2 separate regions of the Hordeum vulgare genome follow, and region 1 is linked to region 2. The links are chromatin contacts, called in public Hi-C maps. All regions are on one chromosome and are shown on one strand. The core of a region is the stretch at or near the end of the contact, and the rest is flanking DNA. Distances in the headings are between cores, read along the strand shown. Region 1 holds the start of LOC123425875 (protein disulfide isomerase-like 5-4). Region 2 has its middle 290 kb from the start of LOC123429936.

What was found. Hi-C and Micro-C count contacts between places; a contact is called where the count stands out from the background.
Region 1: a contact with region 2 is called in a Hi-C map of leaf, with 2.4 times the contacts expected there. The contact joins the promoter of LOC123425875 here to the enhancer-like site in region 2. A contact is called at or near these places in 2 of 6 Hi-C or Micro-C datasets (leaf and seedling).

The regions. Positions count from the first base shown.
Region 1 is chr2H:208,686,859-208,692,482 of MorexV3_pseudomolecules_assembly, forward strand. It overlaps LOC123425875 (protein disulfide isomerase-like 5-4), which reads left to right and starts at 2,854. Exons shown (of 16, transcript XM_045109623.1): 1 at 2,854-2,928; 2 at 3,026-3,128; 3 at 3,515-3,605; 4 at 4,210-4,304; 5 at 4,947-5,004. The coding sequence starts at 3,088.
Region 2 is chr2H:208,044,062-208,049,539 of MorexV3_pseudomolecules_assembly, forward strand. No RefSeq gene overlaps it. Among protein-coding and RNA genes, the nearest start is that of LOC123429936, 290 kb to the right of the region's middle. Within about 2 kb of position 3,405, at least 2 of the 3 cell types and tissues checked have open chromatin away from gene starts, as enhancers often do. A contact at or near this core is called in leaf, where this site is marked.

The DNA.
Region 1 (5,624 bases), core at 1,604-4,103, 640 kb after region 2:
GGCTTGCTAGGGACACATTGTGATCTATTCATTCACACATGTATTACTGTTTCCTGTTAATACAATTATAACATGAACGATAGACGATTATCATGAACAAGGAAATATGATAATAACCATTTTATTATTGCCTCTAGGGCATATTTCCAACACACTGGCCCACCCCCTAAGGTGGAACTTGGCGCAGATATTTTTATATTTTCCAAAACTGCGCCCCGTAGATTTTCAGGACGTTTGGAGAACTTTGATTTCTGCACAAAAATAACACCAAGGCAATTGTGCTGAAAACAGCGTCAGTCCAGGTTAGTTCCATTCAAATCATGCAAATTAGAGTCCAAAACAAGGGCAAAAGAGTTTGGAAAAGTAGATACGATGGAGACGTATCAACCTCCATGTGAGAAGATCCCCTAGTGGATGTCAAGGCCCCTTTTTTAGGGAAGATCCCTACTGGATTCAAGACCTCATCTCCCTATGGTATTTGGGATGAACTTTACCATGTAACTTACTTTTCCTTTGTTGTTCATGTACCTTTGTGGATCTTGTGTGGTGTGAGTCTAGTGGATGTTTGAATGGATTTGTTCTTGAGTGTTTCCTCTTGTGATTTCTCCCTGTTCCTCCCTGTGCTCTTTGTGTTCTTCGAGGTCCCCCCCTTCAATTCGTGAAAGATGAACATCTAGGGGTTCCACCCCATATCACCATACCCGGTTGGGTGCAGCCGTGCAGGTAATACTTGTGGGTACAAATACCCATCTCGTCCACCTCACCCAATTCACCACAAGCACCAGGGAATCTACCCCCCTTGAAGGTGTCTGGAGGCGTAAGGGCATGGGGCGGGGGGGGGGGGGGGGTAGGCGAAGGCGAAGGCAAAGGCGTCGACGCCTGATAACCACTCCCATCTGTGACATTTTTCTTCAAATTCCTCCCTATCTATCAGAGTTGCACGGAGGAGGGGATCCGTTCTAGAGTGACGCCTCCTCAACATCCTCTTGGTCGCTCTCCATGTGCTTGTCAACTCGAGGCATGTAGAGGCGTGACAGAGAAGGTGCTACGACCATCTCGTGGTGATCGCGTGGAGGAGACGAGGCGACAAGCAGAGAGTTGTCGGAGGAGAGGACCTGGTCACAAGAGGAAACATAGGTGCAAGGAGGAGACGAGGAGATGAGGGAAATGACCCATTGCGTCACTTCACGTAGGTAGTGGCGACTGCTCGCGGGGGTAGCGTGTGGTGCTTCCCAACTAGGGTTGAAGTGAGAGTGAGATGGGGGAGGCAAGGCTTGTGTGGTATGGCAACACATGATGAGATAAGGGGAGGGGATTTGGGGCCGAGGTTGGCAGTTGAGTTAGACTAGGGTAAAACAGCTAGGTCTTATTCCCTTTTAGTGAATGACATACCTACCAGTAGGAATGAATTGGTACAAAGGTATGCGAGTACGCGGGTATGCGTATTGGTGCAGAATTTTCCAATTTATAAATCAATAGGTATTTATTTTTTTCAAATCCTTGCCCTAATAGAGTTTTTACCTCTCAATTTGCGGGTAGCAGATCAGACAACAACCGAATAAGAGGTACCCGCCATAAACAGATCCAACGCAGACTAATAACCGAATATAAGCCACGACAATGACAACTCTAACCAACACAGGAGACAACACGCATATGTGTAACAAAAAACACTACAGAAAAGGTGACCCCGAACGCGCCCCCAACCAACAGGTCATGGACCCCAAGGCCGTTGGCACGGTAAGGAACAACCCAACCCGATCGAAGAGGGGTAAAGTCGCCCGACAGGAATCAGCATGAGGCACGCGTGGATGCCCTTAGGTATAGTTGGCCAAATGGGCCGGGCTAAACGCCCACCCGCGAGCACGCCGACACGACCCGCCATGGCCAGGCACAACATGACCTAAATGGACCGTGCCGGGCATGCAACCCGTCTCAGGCCATGCGTGGGCTTGAAGGCTGGACACGTGGACCGGCACGACATGACCCATTTACTTATATATATATATATATATATATATATATATATATATATATATATATATATATATATATATAATAGCCCAACAGGCCAAAAAAAATCTAAAATCGGCCCTGGCATGCCGAGGGACTGGTCCGTATAGCTTCCGTGTCATGCGTGGGGGTGGAAGCTGCGCACGTGTGCCGACCCGGTTAATATTCATGTTTGGACAAGCCGTACCGTGCCTGGCCCGTTTACAGTCGGGCCATGCCTTGCCGTGTCGGGCCGGCCCATTTGGCCAGGTGTATACTCGAGCATACTTCATAGGAGTAATGCCAACTTTTAGACATGTCTTAGGTTAAACATCAACTACCGTATTGATTTGAATTTTTAAATTATAAACTTAATTTTTTATGCATACATTATTGCCCAGGAGTACTTTTAAATTTAATTGTTTTATTGGGTTTTATAGGAGAACATATATGCAATATACACTATGGTTAGCATTACATTTACTCAGCGCTGTAAATACTACTACCTCCATCACAGTTTATAAGGCACGCACGTGTACCTAGGTCGTCAATTTGACTTATATAAAATATATTGTTTAACATAAAAATTATATCCTTATAAAATATAACATCTAAAGTTTCTAATGATATATTTTTTGTAATATATGACTCTTATTAAGTTGGTTAAATTAACGACCTAGATACACGTGTCGGACTTATAAACTGAAACGAAGGGAAGGGAGTAGGACCAATTAACTTTCCAGGATACAGGGCATTTATTTTTTGAGATCAGGATAGGGCGATATTAATTTTCTAAGATTTTTTCGACACGAATTAATTTTCTAAGTTGACACGGCATACATAAAAGGAAAGCAATAGGTAGATGGATACTACGTATCCGTGGCTGGACGCAATTAACATCGAAGGCAAAGGCAGCCGTACTCTGGACTCCGGGAGGTAGGAGGCGGTGAGATCCGCGGGCACACCTTTCTACACGACGAAAAGAAGAGACCTCCCCACATAAATCTCACCTCTTTCCTCCCCCTCCCTCCAGATCTCTCCGCACCGGCAGATCCGACCCCCCGGCGCGCTGCCACGCCGTCATCATCGGCAGCCATGATCTCCTCGAGCAAGCTGAAGTCCGTCGACTTCTACAGGTACCATTCGCCTCCCTTCTGATCTCCAGATTAGCGGCGGGATTCGGTGAATGCGGGGTTTGGTTCCGTCGGATTACTATCTGTATTGGGGGATTGACTACGAATTGATGTTTTTAGTTCGAGTGCGGATACTCGGCAGTAATGATTTACTTGTCTTTTCGTAGAACGGAGTGATTAACTCGGTCTGTTTCTGGAGAATTGTACCGTAGATGATTTATTTACGAACTTCGTAGTACCGAAGATGCAAAATTTACAGTATGGTGTAATGGTGGTCGGTGGGGGGCGTGTGACCTTTTTGCTGGCATTGTCCAGGTGCTGTTTCTGAGTTTCTACTGAAGTGGTAACGTATTGAGATATTCTTTTTGGTGTGTGTTGGCTGTCTGCAGGAAAATTCCTAGGGATTTGACGGAGGCATCACTATCTGGCGCTGGATTATCCATATTTGCAGCACTAGCAATGGTGTTTTTGTTTGGAATGGTCAGTACTCAGTTTCTGTTCTGTTATCAACTATACTGTACTCATTGTCAGGTTACATTATCTACCTTAGTTGGTTCCAGTCTATGTAGCACAAAAATAAGTAACATGGCTGTTGTCATGTTCGATTTGCTTTGCAGATTACACTTAAGAACACAACCATAAGGAAAAGAGCATTGCCCTTAGTTTATGTGAATAATCGGTCTGCTACTATTTGGTTTGCTGTAGTACTTAATTGCTACACCATTTCACGTTATGTAGTCCGAAATAACCCTTTAAAATGAACTTTTCAAATTGATCATTAGAGCATCAACATGGACTAGATTATGGAAGCAACTATGATCATGAGGACTTGAGACTATTTGTTCACTGAATTGTCAATTGTTTTGCGTGAATTGAAACTGGCAGTGTGATGACATCACATGGTCTACTAGTTTCTCTGGAACCAATGTATTGCTTGGGTCCTCATTGGCTAAGCATTGCAATTCCTGCACTTGCTAGCAATTTTGAATAATGTTTACATGATCTCGTATTCTTGATCTTTAAATTTGTATTGCAATATATGATAAAGTTACTTTCATCTGAAGCTGTTAAATTGTTGTTGCAGGAGTTGAGTAGTTACTTAGCAGTCAATACCACCACATCTGTAATTGTTGACAGGAGTTCAGATGGGGAGTTCCTAAGGATAGATTTTAACTTGAGGTGAATTTGGTAGCATTTCATGAGCATTATTGAATACATAGTTTAAACCTGAGTCTTTATGTTTCATCAATAATTTTGCTATCTGTTGCTCTTTGTTTTGCCGAAACTTCATGGAAATTGTCTTCCACCTAATGCATGTCTACTCTTCTAAAACTAATGACTTGCTATTGTTATTTAGCTGTTACCAGTGCGCAGTTTATATATGCAGCACAAGACATGTCATTGTGTGTTTCTTGATGTTTTTACTCTTCTCTGAATTCTGTCAAGAAGCATCTGATGTGTACTTAGGTTAATAATCTTGCCATCAGCTAGTTTTCCAAATCCAACCATTTTTGTTTTGTTCCTAGCATAATAGGTTTATGGCATCCATTATTATCTTTTTTCCTCCTAGTCTCCTTATGCATCTGAGGTCTGTTATTGGAACTGGTGCTCCATGTTTTTGGAAAAATTTCAAGCACTAGATAGATATTCGTTTGTTCGTTTCCACACCATAATTCGCAGTAAGAGCTATACACTAGCCTAGCCGTTTGTTTGGAGTTCAGATTAATATTTTTTGTTTTTGATGGGATGACTTTGTTAATGATAAGCAGCAAACATTATTATTCTCTTGATTGTTCACTATGTGGCTTCTGCATTTTGCAGCTTTCCTGCGCTTTCATGTGAATTTGCATCAGTTGATGTCAGTGATGTGCTGGGAACAGTAAGATTCGATCTCTTCCTATGATACTTTATATGTTCTCTTCTAGTTTAAAAAATGCGACATCATATATAATGCATCTTCCATTTTGTATGAATAACCTAAAACGTGGAAACAGAATCGGGTCTTATGCTTTCCGTAATATTTTTGTTGAGTACCATATTACGTTACATGTGAGAATCATTTTACACTATTTATGTGTTGGAAAATATCATCTTCACGCGGTGTACTTTAAAACTCCTGGTTATGAAAATCATCGCAATTAACCCTCTTGCAACAGTGGCCTATGTAGCAGCTAAGTATGCCGATTTGCCACCGGTCAGTTACAAAAGCTCCCAAGACGATAGAAGGTCTCACATGTGAACCAAACACTTGCCTAGACATAAATCAGAGAAACCTAAATTATATTATCTTTTTTGGCTTCCTCCTACAATCATCATATCTCTCCCCCTCCCCCCCCCCCCCCTCTCTCTCCAACCAGACCTCGTCATAGCTGGCCCCAAGCTGCTAACCCGGCTGCTTCCATTGCACCCGTCACTAAAGCACCAAACGGAAGAACACAAAAATTACTCTCCCTGCAGAAGAGAGTTGAGGGACCAGAATGGGTATTTCCCTTAAATGTA
Region 2 (5,478 bases), core at 2,155-4,654:
TTTAACTTCAGTTAATGCCCCCACTCATCCTGATTATATAACATTCACGAGGATATGAGGCTTGTGCCTTTGTTAACTAGTTAGATGATGAATGACATGGCAGGGCTCGGAGTGTTATCACCAAGCTTGCAGAAGATAGCATAAAGTTGAAGAATAACCTGACTGATCTGGAGTGTACAATAAGTACGATGAAGCAAGAAAGAATCAATCACATGCAACAGATGAAAGCAAGAGACAAGAAGGAACTAGCATGTGTAGTTGTAGTAGTCGCATTAGACATCTTCTATGCATTGTTTGCCATGATGATTAGGGGTTTTGTCTGAGTTACAAGCTACATCAATAAGCATGCTTGGTTTCTTCAACTATGTGCCCTGTCGAGCACACAATTTAGAACAACAAACCGCACATGTTGTCTAGAATTATCACACACAATTCTGATTACCTACTTGTTTGTGGAGTACCACACATGCCTTGTTATGCCAAACCGTTTGTGTTCTTTCGGATCAGCGCAAACAGTTCATCTGAGTGACATGTATGCCGTATACTACACACATGTGGATCTGCGTAACTGCTTGCATTATGTTGGATCTACGCAAACTGTTCTACGTTGTCAACTATATGTCGAACATCCCACACACGTGTTTTTTAAACCTTTTGTGTTATTTTTTCCTCATCACAAACAGTTCGTAAATAATAGTTGTTTGCCTCATATCGAACACGCAACTCTTTTCTGAATCGTATTTGATGGATCCAACATCGCACACAGTTCGTGTCATTGACGACGGAGCTTGAACTATACCGGTTGTGATTTATGAATCACACACAGTTTCGTCAAAAGGTCTGTGATCGTAGTGTCGCGTTTGCAGCATCCTGCAGTAGTGGTAAGAGCTAAAATTTGAATGGGCAAGTTCCAACACTTCTGTCATGAATGCATATACTCTCTTATGAATAGACTATTATTTTCATAAATATACTCAAGTAGACGTTGGACATTTTACAATACACGATAAACCTTTTCGAAATTCAGACTAAACATCTTCTAAATGTATCTTCATATTTTAGATACACATTGAACATTTTCCATATACATGTTATACAATAGTTATATGTGTGACAAATGCATGATCAACAATTCTTTAAATACATGACAAACATTTTTATTTACACGAGCATCTGAAACAATATGTAATTTTTAATCATATATATAACTTATGAATGAACGGGCAATTTTTATAACTGCATAATCATTTTGGGAAAATAAAATCTTGAAATTATATTTACAGACAAAATACGTGAACAGTTGTTTGTGTTGTATGGATATTGAAAATGCACAAGCATTTAATAAAATACATGAATGCCCTTTTAATCAACTAATTTAAAAATATGATTCATGTAAACAGTTGTTTTGCAATACGAGTACAAATTTCCTTATAATTAAGTATGTTTCAAGAAGAAGCCTATAATAATTTTTAACTTTACCTATAATAAAACACATACTGCTTCTGGTCGTATATCATTTAAATTATCCTCTAAGTTGATAAAAATTACCCACTATATCATCCATAAAAAAAAGTTCGTTATGCTACATGGACCATTTAATATAGCTTATTTAGCTCAAAATATAGCTTATTTAGATTGTTGCCTCATAATGAACGCAAGCATATAGGTAGTCCGTTGTCGAACTCCTTACTACAGCACTACGGTACGTGAGTTCGACCCAAGCAGCACCCTTTTTTTTGTGTGTGTAAATTCAAATGCTTTTTAAAACATTCATATATTTCAACTTTTTTTGTGTGTAAATTCAAATGCTTTTTAAAACATTCATATATTTCAAACCCTAACTTGAAATCTAACATGTTATATATGAAAACTGCTCAGAAAAATGTGAAGATTTAAAATATGCTATTATTTTGCATGTTACTAATTTTTAGGATGAATTTTATGGTGCAATATTAATTAATACCATCTCTATATTGGTTTTTTTTAAATGCCTATTATACATGTTTCCTGTTTCATTTAACTTGAGTAGATAATGTGGCTTAATGCTCTCATAAAAGATTCATATTCTAAATGTTGCAATAGGTACATAGTCATGATATTTCCCATCGTGCACAATAACCAGCGAATATACGATGATGTACACTAAACCATTGATATGAGCTTTATGTAAATAAGTGGCTTAATGTTGACCTTCATATTTTTTGAACTTGTGCCCACAATGATTTTTAAAAACACATTGGGTACACTTCAAAAATCATGCAATTATTACGTTTTTACATAACACTACTTATCATGTTGTTTGTTGTGTGATGGTTACAAAGGATTTGCAATAAGGGTGTGCTTTTTTTTCTTTCATTGTAACGCACGGGACATGTTTGCTAGTAACAAGTAAAACTATAAATGTGATAAATACCAGTTGAAAATACGACGAAACAAAATGGAATCTTATCTAGTCTCAATGGCGTCGTCTACAGTTCTTTTCGTACACAGGGGAGCTCCTATGTCGCGCTTTCAGCGTCACTTGGGAAAGAGACACCAATAGCGTCCCTCCTCATGGGATGGCCCATGTAATGTGAGGTTGACCATTATAAAAAGTAAAAAAAATCTGAAAAAAGAAAAACATTGAAAGAATTCGTGAATTCAAAAATATTCACAGATTTTGGAAAAAGATTAATACAAACTTTAAAAAAAGTTCACGAATTTTCAAAAAAAAGTTCATCAAATATTACAAAGAGTTCACTGAAAATTGAAAAATATGTTCGTCATTTTAGAAAAAAGTTCAACGCTATGGAAAAAATTCATTGATTTTTAACAAATGAAAAAAACATCATCCAATTTGGAAAAAACTATTATAAATAAAAAAAGATCCTTCAATTTAAAAAAGTTCACAGAAATTCGGAAAAAATCTCATGTATTTTTTATAAAAGTTCATCAATATCAAAAAGAAATTCAAAGATCAGGAATAAAAGTTCATAAAATTTTAAAACATCATTTAGTTTGAAGAAAAATCAATAAATATGAGAAAAGTTTATAAAAATTCAAGAAAAATTCATGTAGTTTTAAGAAAAATTTACCAAATTCAAAAAAGTTTATCGCTTAGAAAAAGAAATAATATATTTGCGGACACTTCATCAAACAAGTGTAAAAAAAAGATGAAAATAAGCAAGCAAAAAAGGGAAACAAAAGAAAAGGGAAAAAGAATGAATAAATGATGTATTGGTTAAAATATTAGCACAATCATGCTCATTGATAGGATGGTTACACCAGGAACCTTCGACCGGGAGGTCACAGGTTCTCTTTTTCTCTCTTTTTATTTAGAAGCAAAAAAAGCAAAATGGGTCGAGCCCAAGTAGGCGCGTCCTGCAGGCGCCCGTTTGCAAACGGGCGCATTTGCGCCAAGTAGGGATTGCCTGCATACAGAGCCTACCTTTTTTCATCTTCCACTTAAGCGGGCTGGCCCATATGTTCCCTTCTCCCTTTTCAACGGTTTATTTTTGGGTTAGTTACATAGATTCCTTGGGTCGGGTTTATTTCTGGTTCTCATTTTTTTTCCTTTTTGTTGTGTTTTCCATTTTATTATATTTTTTAATTTATGGTAATTTTAAAATATGGGATTTTCTTAATAATTGTAAACTTCTAAAAATTTATGAGCATTATTCAAATTCATGAACTTTTCTGAATTCACAAACTTATTTCGAAACCCTTGAAATGTTTACAAAATCATGAGCATATGTCAAAATAATGAACTTTGTTTTTAAAAATTTCAAACTTCTCTCCCATATGCTAACTTTCTGCCCAAATAACTAAACATTTTAAAAACATTGATTTGCTTTCAATTTCATAATTTTTTTTCAGTATCACAAATACATTTTACATACGTACACTTCCTGACATTCTTTTTCTTTTAATTCATAATTTTTGTAAATTTTGGACTTTTCTATTCCGTAATTTTGTCTTTTCAAATTCATGAACTCCCTTTTCAAATTTATGAATGTATTTTTTCAAATTTATGAACTTCTCAATAACTTTTTATTATTTCATATTTGTGAACTTTTTGAGATTTCACATTTCTTGGGAATCAACTTTTTTGAAAATTTGTACAAAAAAAAAAATCAAAGTCCCTGATCTCTTTTGAAATTCGTGATTTTGTTAGTTCCATGTTTTTCGGGAAGTCAACGGTCGGTGATTCCACTTGTTAGCAAGTTAATGGTTCAATCGTTAGCCGTAGGACTATTTAACTTACTGGGGAGCGATAGAACCATGTAGGCCCTGAAACCACAATAGTTTATGATAATCTGGATTATGAAGATAGATTATATAATCTGGTTTATAAAAATAATTTAGATGAACATGTTTGAAGTTCAGATTATATAAAATGTAATCCAGGTTTTACATTGCATAATGACCTGCCTATCCTGTGTTTTTAAAAAAGAGGAGGGTGGTGGTGGTAAAAATGTATCTATCTCTAACTTTATAAAGGTAATGGGTCATTAGCAATCCATAATTTAATTTTAGCTGGGGTAAAATAGATTGTGAGTTTTTAATAATCTGTCCATCTAGTTTTTATCTACACCATAATATGTATTGTTTAGAGACATAATAAATTATAAAAATTAGATTATATAATCTGAGTGATTGCAAACATGACCGTAGCTGTGAGTATCGAGCGCCTAACATTCTTTCTTTAAGATGCAATCGGCTAGCTCATAAGACGAGCAAGCGAGGGACGAAACTTATTTGTGCAGCAACCATTGCGTCGCGTGCCTGTTGCGAGGGCAATGGGTGCTTAACGCGGAAAAATCCTATACAGCGTACAATGTGTCAGGTCATTGATTTTTTTAGCACAAAGAGGGACGGACAAACAATGTTGATCAGTCTTATTTACCATCAGCGAGAGTGGCACATGACCGGTTCTAGGATCCCTCTGTAGGGTCCCTGGCTAGTTTTGGCAATCTTCTAGAAAGTTCATAAGTTCATAATCATTGGTTATTTAGTTTTTTTTTCAGAAATATTCAGGAGTTCAAATAATTTTTGAACATTTTAAAAATGATGTATTTACAAAAAAGTATCATATTCCCAAAATTGTTCATGTTTTCAAATTTTATTCGTAATATCAAAACCATGTGTTTTTAAAAAACAAAATTGGAATTTCAAAAGACGTTCTCGCCTTTCAACAATAGTTAGCAATTTCGTATATTGTTCCCATTATTTATTTATTTAAAAAAATCATTTGAAATGTTTGTGTCCGCAAATATTATTTAGGGTTTAAAAAATTGATGAATAATCATGAGGTCGCCCAGTTTTTAGATTTTTGTTTTCCGCTCGCTATAGAACCAAGAAATAGTCCACCAACAAGGCTAGTTAAGTATGCATTGCGAGTCTATTTGTCGCAAAATGCTGCGGGTAGGAGTTGATTACGAGCTCGCGAAAATATAAACTGAATTAGCATGGTCTAAAAACAATAGAAGCAAAGCGGTC